Linked DNA regions of Danio rerio: region 2 is linked to region 1. Evidence: chromatin contacts called from public Hi-C data. All regions are on one chromosome and are shown on one strand. The core of a region is the stretch at or near the end of the contact, and the rest is flanking DNA. Distances in the headings are between cores, read along the strand shown.

What was found. Hi-C and Micro-C count contacts between places; a contact is called where the count stands out from the background.
Region 2: a contact with region 1 is called in a Hi-C map of embryo, with 2.4 times the contacts expected there. The contact joins two enhancer-like sites. A contact is called at or near these places in 4 of 18 Hi-C or Micro-C datasets (caudal fin, embryo, hematopoietic stem cells and 1 more).

The regions. Positions count from the first base shown.
Region 1 is chr11:18,567,587-18,573,131 of GRCz12tu, forward strand. No RefSeq gene overlaps it. Among named protein-coding and RNA genes, the nearest start is that of lrig1, 37 kb to the left of the region's middle. Within about 2 kb of position 3,180, at least 23 of the 62 cell types and tissues checked have an H3K27ac peak or open chromatin away from gene starts, as enhancers often do.
Region 2 is chr11:18,637,248-18,642,792 of GRCz12tu, forward strand. No RefSeq gene overlaps it. Among named protein-coding and RNA genes, the nearest start is that of kbtbd8, 90 kb to the right of the region's middle. Within about 2 kb of position 3,159, at least 8 of the 62 cell types and tissues checked have an H3K27ac peak or open chromatin away from gene starts, as enhancers often do.

The DNA.
Region 1 (5,545 bases), core at 1,930-4,429:
CGCGTCGTCCATATTTTTTACAGTCATTGGTCACTGATCTACCAGAGCTGGTGCTATATGATTCAAATATAGCACCTGAACACTTTCAATCACCTGGTTATTAAATATAGCACTTACATGCAGTCAGACATGATCTAGTCTGGTTGTTATCTCATGACTCTATACCTTATCTTATAACTGTGTCCTGTCTGGAATACTTATCTAATCTTGCCCACCTGTATGCGGATATATGCACACATATGAAACCTATATGCAGTATGCACATAAATGATGATATACAGTAGAAGTCAGAATTATTAGCACTCCTTAGAATTATTATTATTTTGTTTATATTTCCAAATGATGTTTGCTAGACCAATGGAATTTTCACAGTGTGATTGATAATATTTTTTCTTCTGGAGAAAGGCCTATTTGTTTTATTTTGGTTAGAGTAAAAGCAGTTTCAAAATTTTTAAACACCATTTTAAGGACAAAATTATAGCCCCTTTAAACAATTTGTTTTCGATAGTCCACAGAAAAAACCATCAATATACAATAACTTGCCTAATTACCATAACCTGCCTAGTTAACCTAATTAACCCAGTTAAGCCTTTAAATGTCACTTTAAGCTGTATAGAAGTGTCTTGAAAAATATCTAGTAAAATACTATTTACTGTCATCATGGAAAAGATAAAATAATTCAGTTATTAAAGATTAGGTATTAAAACTATTATGTTTAGAAAAAATAAACAGGGGGTCTAATAATTCAGGGGGGGGGGCAATTTAGAATTCAACTGTATATGCTGCATATATGCTACATAGCACACATAGGCAAAATTGAGTTGCATATCTGTGCATATACAGGCCATATAGGTCTCCTTTATTGCTTCTTTATATCCACATATAAGCTCTATATGTACGTACAAGACATGTCTCCTATATAGCTCATATCTCACTTTAGCCACTGTCATACATGATGCCTAGCTCATTTTTTCTATTATCAAGACAATAACTAAGAACTAAAAACAAACCCAAAAACGTTTGTATGTGTGAACACTTGAAAGTATCACATGTAATTGGCATGTTATGGAATTTAACTATGGCAAATGAGTGAGTGCCCACACGGAAAGCACATTGCTAGCGCAATCTATTTTAGCAACATGTGTTAGCAATATGCTAATTTACTGAAGCCACATGAAAAATGTATGCTAGAAACATCCTTTGGAGAGCACACCTTCAAACTTCTGCCAAAATACTATATTTACTAACCAAAATACTGCTTTATAAGCCAACAGAAATGGCTAGGAATTGACAGCATATTGGATAATTAACAATGCTTTCTACAATAGTAGATCAGTCAATTATCCTCACAGTTTTAATTTGTGCAAGCAGCACACTTGTCATGCTAAATCTAGGCTCAAAAATGTTAGCATAATAACATCAATTCATGTTAGACATGTTCCAAACATGTTCCAAACATGTTCAATGCTAATTTAACAAAATGATAACTATACGATTGTCAGTGAACCGACAGCACTGTACGATTCACATACACCTGATTATCAATCACCAGCACTCACTTGCAGTCAGTTACCATCTAGTCTGGTTTTTACTTCTGACTCCATATCTGGCTTTCCACGTTAGAACTGTCCTGTCTGGAATACTCACCCGATCTCCTCTTCACCTCCCTATCCACCTGTCATCTGATCTGATTTATGAACCTATTTTATGTGAAGTTTGTGTGAAATCAAAATTCACAATGTTTATTTTGCTGGCATATGTTGTTATTCTTTAGGTAAACAGTGCAAGTTTAGAGTAGCCTCAGCAACTATATTCTTACCCATGCCCCTTTTACCATTAATTTGTTATGAGGGAATGATGCGCACAAAGAGAGCCCCACCCCCAACTCAGTTTTCATTTTTAGTTGGAACTAAAAGTTTAAACTGGATACAGATATGGCTGTTAGTTATCAAAAATTATTTATAATATTACAAAAATACAATTACTGTACAACAATAGTTACAGTTTTTACATTACTGTGAGGGGTAAGTTTAAGATTTGAGTATGGGTAGACTTAAAAATATATATGGGTAATTTATTAAATAACATGATTAACTACTGGCTGCGAATGTTTCACTTCTAGCAACAACCAAAGTACATCAACATACTAATATTATAGTCTCAGCCTCCGGATAACACAGAATTGAAGAGTTGTGATTAAACTTTTTTTATTGTTATTTTTTCTCACCTTCTACTTTCTTCTGGATCACCAAAATCATCTACAGTGAATAAATATACCATCCAATTTTGTACACAGGGATTTGACCACAAGGATTGAATTCCCCTGTGTGCCATTAAAATGTTGTTAACTAGAGCATAACAATTGGTCAAAGTAATAATTCAATTCATCTGTATTTCTATAGCGCTTTTATAATGTAGATTGTGTCAAAGCAGCTTAAAATAGAACATTATAGTAAACTGAAACTGTGTCAGTCCAGTTTTCAGAGTTTAAGTTCAGTTTAGGTCAGTTCAGTGTGGTTTAAATTTCACTGCTGAGAGTCCAAACACTGAAGAAAAAATCCATCAATGTGCAGCTCCACAAGTCCCGAACCATGCAAGCCAGTGGCGAGAAACAAATGGCAAGGAACCAACTTCAATTGACAAAAGTAAAGGAAAAAAAAAAAACCTAGAAAGAAACCAGGCTCAGCTGGGCACAACCTATTCTCCTATAATTAAATGTCTTGCACAGAGCTGCAGTCTAAGCATTTTAGTATAATTTGCTCATTCCTTAATGAAAGCTTTTTTTTTTAAATGAAATTGCATGAATACAAATAGTAGCCACTTTTCTAATTAAAACCTCAAATATTAAGTTGGAAAAACTATGATTTTCAGTCTGGTTCTGGGAACAAAAGGTCAGTTAATTACAACAATTTTGATTAAAATGAGTTTATTTCATCAGATAGAACTGTGGGAAACCAATCACAACTAATTAATTTATAACAACGTCAAAGAATATGACAAAGAATCAAGCAAATAACCAATTTCCAAGAAGGTGGTGAATGGCTTTAGTGTTTCTTCATCCAGCCGTGCTCAGGTATGCATCTCAATTTGAGCTCAAACACAAGAGGTTCCAGCTCCGTGAGTAAATAAGGACAGAGGCATTTACAGCGAGGCCTATTCAGCCTTCACTTCTCCCGTCTTCTAGAGCGTCCAGCTGTGAGCACTTGAGACAGGCCACGGCCTCACACTGAATACTGCCAGAGGACTTCCAGAAACCTCCATTCCACTGGCTGACAGCCCCTCTGAAAGAGCCATTATCTCCAAACCCCCAATTAGGCCCAAGCGCTTCATCCAGAATGCGTGAGAATGAATAATCTCTAAATAGAAATGATCATTTTGGCTGAAGAATGCTTTTATTTGAATTGATATTTTGACGTTTATTTTGCGCTACAATGGAGGTTACTTGAAATGGCTTGCTTTATAAGAATGCAACACTTTTTGGTTTCATTTGTAGCGGGTACAATGAACAGAGAAGAAAAGAGGTTGTTTCTAAAGACTTTTTTTTTTAAAGAAGAAGAACCTATTCTGCTCAACACTGCTGCATTTCTATGATAAAATTTGAATAAAAATGGTAAAATAGCATTTTATTATGGTAATACCCTGTTTTCTCATTGAATTTAGTTTAATATGTACTTTATTTCATGCTGAATTTTCACACCAGTCTTCAGTGTCACTTGATCCGAAATCACTCTTTATGAGAATTTAACACTGATTTCATATGTGCTGCCTTGAATACAAATGAAAATGGTAAAAAGAAAACGTTCAAAGAAACACACTACCAATCAAAAGTTGGGGATCAGTAGTTTTTGCTTTAGAAATAAGATGTTGCTTATTTGAAAATGTAGTTTAAAATATGATTTAATTAATCATAACAGAAGAGCAAATCAGCATATAAATTATTTCTGAAGGATCTTAATGAAGACTGGAGTAATGGTGCTAAGAATTCACAGCAATAAAAATGTAAACTACGTTTAATAAAATAAATTGCAATAATATTTTACAATTTTACAGATCAAACTAAATACAGGCTTGTTAAAGAAGCTTATTATAAAAAACAATAATAAATCTAGTAGGGCTTTTGATAGGAAAACATGGTTGCCAGCAGGTTTTCATAAATACTTTAAAATTCAGTGTTACATGAGCTGGTTATGTCTGTATGTAAACAACAGTCTGCCAAAGCATGCGAATGTGAAGCGTCCGAATTACTGGCCAAATAAAAGTTTCTGTGGGTTCAGCGCTGTTGAAATATGCTAATTCTAACTCTACAAAACCACAAGGCAGATTGTCCCCTGTTTAATCAAGGGGGAAACTGAGCCACGCTCATTCATTCATGACAGAGAAAACAAATGTAGAGAGATAGATAGAGAGAGAGAGAGAGAGAGAGAGAGAGAGGGAAAGAGAGAGAAAGAGAGAGAGAGAGTAATCAAAACAGAATACTTGCTTTCTTTGTCTAATTATTATAATGTCGGTCATATTTCATTTAGGCTAGCTGTCATTTTCTGAGCAGACATTTTACTAAATGTATACATTTATTTATATATTTTATAGGTCTACATTTCAAAGTATAAAAATACTGTTTTGGAAATAATTAACTTAATTGTTGTCACCGACTCGGTCCCAGTCATTCCCCTCGCTGGCCAGCAGAGGCCGCCATCCCCGGACTTCTAGCATTACATCATCCATCTAGACTGATTGTGCACACACCTGATTTGAATTCCGTTAACGACCCATGCCACCTATATAAGCCACACTCAAACCACAGTCCAGTGCGAAGTCTTGTTCAGCCACAGCAAACATTTCTGAGCAGTATTCCCTGCCTGATCTTCTGTGCATTACCCTGGACTGTTTCTGACTCTGAGTTGCCTTCTGCCTGCCCTCGACCCTCGCTTGTTACACGGACTCTGAACCACGCTGCCTGCCCTCGACCCACGCTTGTCATTAGGACTCTGAACCATGCCGCCTGCCACTGATCTATGCCTGATAAATCACTCTGTGTCTCTCAGCCGCCAGCCCCACAATCTTTATTGATTGCTGTTGATGTAAGTTCGCACTTTAGTGCGTGTTGGATGTTTGTGTTTGAACTGTATAATAAATACTGCAAAATGGATCCCTCCGTGTCAGTCTCCTCGTTACAGAAGACTTTGCCCAACATGGATCCCGCAGCCATGCAGGTCTTGTCCCACGAAGTCACAGCTCAAGCTCAGGTATTAACAACACATCAGCAACAGTTGTCTCATTTAACCCAGCTCACTGATGAATTGGTAAAATCACTGCAAAACCTGCAAGCTGCTTCCACAGCGCAACTCACCGCCAATTACTCTCCAAGTCAACACTCTGTTTCACAGACCCAGACTGTTTCCGGTGTTCGTTAGGCATTCCCCGAAAAATTCTCAGGTAACCCAGCTAAGTGCAAAGGCTTTTTACTCCAGTGTAAACTGTTTATCGCTCAACAGCCCCATCTGTATAAGGATGAAAATAGTAAAATTGCTTTTGTGTGTTCCCTGCT
Region 2 (5,545 bases), core at 1,909-4,408, 70 kb after region 1:
ACCTACTAATAGTGGTGGGTGGTTTTATCCTCAGACAAAATACTGCTAACTGACTTTATTTAATAAACTATGATTTTTAATAAACATAAATTGCACATAGCATGTCACCAAGCCAAGAGACACTCAGGCTGACACTTTTTTAAGAAAACAAGAAAACCAAAATCTAGGCAAATGCCATGAACAAGTGCACCGACTGTGGAACAGACAATATTGAAGTTCATTCATTTTCCTTTGGCTCAGTCCCTTTAGTCATTTGGGATTGCCACAGTGGAATGAATCGCCAACTGAATCAGCATATGTTTTACAAGGCAGATGATCTTCCAGCTGCAAGCCAGTACTGGGAAACATCCATACACACTTAGTCAAGCACATAGACTATGGCCAATTTAGTTCATTCAATTCCCCTAGCATATGTCTTTGGACTGTGGGGGAAACCGGAGCACCCGGACGAAACAAGCAGGAACATGGGGAGAACATGCAAACTAGGTCACCTGGACTGGACTTAAACCAGTGACCTTCTTGCTGTGAGGCAACAGTGCTACCCACTGAGCCATGTCATGTTATTTAGATATAGTAACAATGTTATTTCTATTAATAACAATCATTTCAATCAATACTGTCATAGCACCACAGGTTTAAAATCACTGATTTTAAGCTGAAACCCCTCACATATAACTTTTTGCATTAACAATCGAAAACTGCAACTTTGAATGTCTCAGGCCTGGTTTTCTTTCCGCATATCCTTCTGCAAAAAATCCTATTTATTCAGCATGTGGTAGGTCCAGTGTTGCCATCACATAATCGCATACCTTTTATCATACCACACCATAGGACACACCTTTGATAGATGTAAATACATTGCAAGATGATACGGAATGCAAGATCAGTGATTGGTCGACTAACTAGCTGTGATGAGTTTGGGAGGACCCAAGATTTGTGGGTGTGGAGCGAAGCCAGTGTTTCCAAGTGTCAACTATGTGTCACACTGGTCTCACATACCACAGAGAAACTCCAGATAAAGACTTTTGCTTTGTTTTAATGTTATGATTAAAGTTGTTGATTTGCCAGTTACTGCCTCCTTCTACTTTGAATCTCTGTTATAGCGGTTCAATTCAGTATGGTACAGTATGTATTTACACTACCTGAAAAAAAGTCTTGTTGTCTATCCAAGTTCTAGAGACAACAAATAATAACTTGACTTCTAGTAGATGCTTTTGAATCAGAATTGACTTATATGAAAGTAAGGTCTGACTTTGCCTACTCAAAAGTCTTGTCACTTAACAGAAATCATGTGCAATATAGAATATAAAGTCATGGTGCAGTGGAAAAAGTATTATTATTGTGTATGACTCCTATGAGCTTGGAGGACTGCATCCATACATCTTAGCAAAGACTCAGACAACTTATTTATAAAGTCATCTGGAATAGAAAAGAAAGCATTCTTGCAGGACTCTCAGAGTTCATTAAGCTTCTCTGGATTCATCTTTAATGCCTCCTTCTTCATCTTACCCCTGACATGCTCAATATAATTCATGTCTGGTGACTGGGTTGGCCAATACTGGAGCACCTTGACCTTCTTTGCTTTGAGAAACTTTGAAATGGAGGCTAAACTATGAGAAGTAGTGCTATTCGGCTGAAGATTTTGCCCTCTCCTGTGATTTGTAATGTACTGAGTAGCACAAATGCCTTGATACCTCAGGCTGTTAATGTTGCCATTCGCTCTGCAGATCTCTCACATGCCTCCATACTGAATGTAACCCCAAATATAGATTTTTCCTTCACCAAATTTGACTGATTTCTGTAAGAATCTTGGATCTATGCGGGTTCCAATAGGTCTTCTGCATGATTTAGGATGCAGTTCAACAGAAGAATCATCTGAAAAATCTTCCTTCTCCCACTTTTCCAAACGTAGAAGTGAAGTTATTATTTGTTGCTCTTACAACTGGGATTAACGACAAGACTTTTGTTAGGTAGTGTATGTTAATCTTCACTGTTAAAGGTACCAATAATGTAAACCACCCTATACTGCTGATTAGGTGTTTAAAACTTCTTTTTACCCCTGATCTAATAGCAAAAATAAGTATAAAATTGCCTTTAGGTTTAGAAATATATCCTTTCATACAGACACCTATGATTACTAACAGTTAAAACCACATATTAAGACTTATCAGTAAACAAGTTCCCATGAACCCATTGCTCTATCAATTGGGTCCAGGGAAAAGTACAATCCAGGGCAGAGCGGTGTGTGAGTACCAGAAACGCATTTACCAAGGCTGACCGGTTAAAAATGCGGCCACAGGTTTTAAGGGCCAGCAGTTCCATTATCCGTTATCTGAACACAAGGATGCGAACATGGAACAAATTTGCACCAGACTTTTTTACTGACTGTGGCATCTCCTAACACCTGCACCGAAGCTCTTTTGTCTCGATACGCATATGCGCTATGCGGGAGCTGGCCCTACATCTAGGCCAAGCTGTAAAAGAGTAGCTGCTTTTGTGTGCGCGAGTTCAAGTAATGGACCGATAAGATCATGATGACCTCCTCTTTGCGCTCTTTTCTCCATTCTTCTGTCTGTTTGTCTCTCTCATGTGAATAAGCTAGAAGCAGTCTGATTTGGTTCCCCTGGCCTTCTAAGGACACCCCGCTCTGGCAGCCCTGCTGAGGTGCCTCACCTCACCCCAGTGGCCTCCCCTCAGCCTGAACCTTTTAAGAGAAGGAACTACCTCTTTCGGTGAGGAGGGGTGTAGGATGTGTGTGCTTCCCGGGGGGGTAATCAGGTCTTCTGGCTGCCCCGACAGCAGACATCATCTCAACACTCTTTCAGTATGTGAGAAGATCCCTGTCCCTGCGCCCTGAATGAAAGGAACCCTTTCTTTTCCCACCTCAATCATCTGAAAACCCAGTCTGGTAGGTCTACAGTAACCAGATACGTCCAGAGCCTCTGTCCCCCTCCAGTAGGAACTATGGGCTCTTTTTCACCCGCCCCGCTCTCCCTTTCTCTCTCTTCTCGCTACAGACTCTACAGAGTGGCGATCATTTGCAGTGCAGGTGTCTGATTTTCATTAAAATTGCAAATTGAAGTGGATGCCTCATCTGATAAGAAGGGACAACTGGGACTCTCTCTTTCTGTTGCTTTCTGGTTCTCTCTCACTTTCTCTCTCTCTCTCTCTGTCTTGCTCACTCTCACACTATCTGCCAGCGAGGACAAGCACGGATGTATCGCAGCACACAACAGTGAACACTCTATCCTGCCGGAAAATGTCTAATCACTGATTAAAGGAACGGGTCAGCCATTTGCTCATCCTCATGATGTTCCAAACCTCTAGGACGTTCTTTTGTTAGATTACAGAAAGTAGATTTTACGAAGAAGATTCTATATATTTATTGTAATGAAATGAACCTTTCTCAGCATGGATACCATATCTGATTAATGCCCAGCTGCATTTTTTGTTTCTAAAGGATGTCTAATACATGTCTAAAAGACGTCCAAACAGTCGCCATGGCTAAAACAAGGGTAAATTTGGGCTGTCAGTGAAAATCTAATAGACATCTAAGAATAGGCCAAAACTAGCAACCCAAGCTCATTCTGGAAACGTAGCCTCGCGGACGTTTCTGGAGACAGCGATTTACGTGGCCGGAGGTACGTAAAGGCCGCGTTTGTTTTTTTTTCAAGCGAACGCTGCGGGGCGGTGTGGCGCCACTCCGCCCCTCCTCTTCGCGCTCACCAGCCGACGGCTCGCCTCCGAGTGGAGGGCTTTCCCGATGCAATCAGTTTGTCCGCTTAGCTCACAGCGTTGCGTCGGCGGAGCGGAGGCCCCGGAGGAGGAGCCGGAGCCGGCTGTGGTGGACGACGACCGGGATCGAGTCCGGGGAACAGCAGGTTCCGGAAATCAGGTAAGACGAAAAATGGAATCCGAAAAATAAGGGCGAGAACGCAGCAGGATCCGAAAACGCGGTCGAAATCGAAGACGAGGGCTTTTGCTTTTTTTTTTTTTTTTCCAATCCAGCGGCTTTTCGCACGAGAACCGCGAAAACAAAAAAAAACGCTCGAATACGTACCTCCCGGGACGTAAATCGCGATCCGCAGAAACGTCCGCAGGGCTACGTTTCCACAATGAGCCCGGGTTGAAAATTAGACTACTAGTCATCAAATAAATTGAATTGAATGACTACACATATAAAGTCTATCTAATCTGTTTATTTAACAACTTGTTTTGGCCTATTCTTAGATGTCTATAAGATTTTCACTGACAGGTCAAGTTTAGCATTGTTTCAGCCAAGCTGTCTACATTTAGCTGTCTATTAGACATAAAAACACACAATTGTTTGCTGGTGGGTTGTATTGTGCTTAGGTTTATTTCTCCCACACCTGTTTTAAGTTTAGTAAACTATATTTATTGGTAGCACTTTATTTTGATGGTGCCTATTAGACATTTTGTTGAATATAATTAATTTTTATAACCATGTTAACTACCATTCATTAATAGACTCTCTGCTTAATATCTTAATAACTTTTATTTGATTGTCCCCCAATATACATTATACTGACAATAAGAAACCTTGAAAGTACATGTCAGGTTATTCTACAGACTTAAGCCTAACAGTGTATAATGCCAGATAGATGACAGTAGTTGAAAATCTGTGTTTCGAACCCTGGCTAATGCCTGGGACACTCCATTCTGACATCAAAGAATTCTGATGAAAGCTAAAAATGTTGTTACATGCAAATCTTTACACAGTGTTGCTCACACTAAAATAGAGAGTATAGTGTATGGTTTTTCATTGTTTATCCAAGGTCATTAGCCAATCAGAGTGATCACTTTTACTGATACTGCGTTGCATTTGGAAGGGTTCCTCCCTATGTCGTAATGCCTTCTAGAGTTTACCTTCTGAAGTAACAGCTTTAGGGCATAAGGATGAGCCCTTCCGAATAGAATATAGTGTGCGACACCAAACAACTTTCATGCGCAAAGGATCATGGGGCCCCAAGTGTCAATCAAAGGCACAATTCTTCACTATTCTTCATTCTGAAGTGTCCTTCAAAGTGGCCAGTTTTGAGAATTTTGGTAAGGAACAACAATTTAATATGGTGGCCTTGATAGTTTTTGTACTGAAGGGACCTTCTGAGGGTGACATTTCCTATTTGGAATGCAATGACAAATTCAAAATGCTAAATTGAAGACAAAACATTTTTAGTGCCCCCAGTGATTGGCTGCAGAAACTCATAAACCCAACATTCTCCATGTAAATGGAATGAGAGCCATAAAAACATTAACTCAGAAATTATTGTTAATAATTTTACATATTTTTAAATCTGTTTTTTAATGGTCAGGATTGTGTACTTACAAGTGGGGTTGTGAGAATGTGTTGGAATTATATATAATGTCCCTCTTCCTTGCTTAATTGCTTGTTATTGTTTGAAAAACTCCACCAAGTCATAGTATTGTGGTTAAAGCAACATGCTAAGAAAGAGAAATAAGTATTTCGATTTGTCACCCTTACACTCAAAACATTTGCAAAAATTGCAAAAAGTTTGCTGTTTGT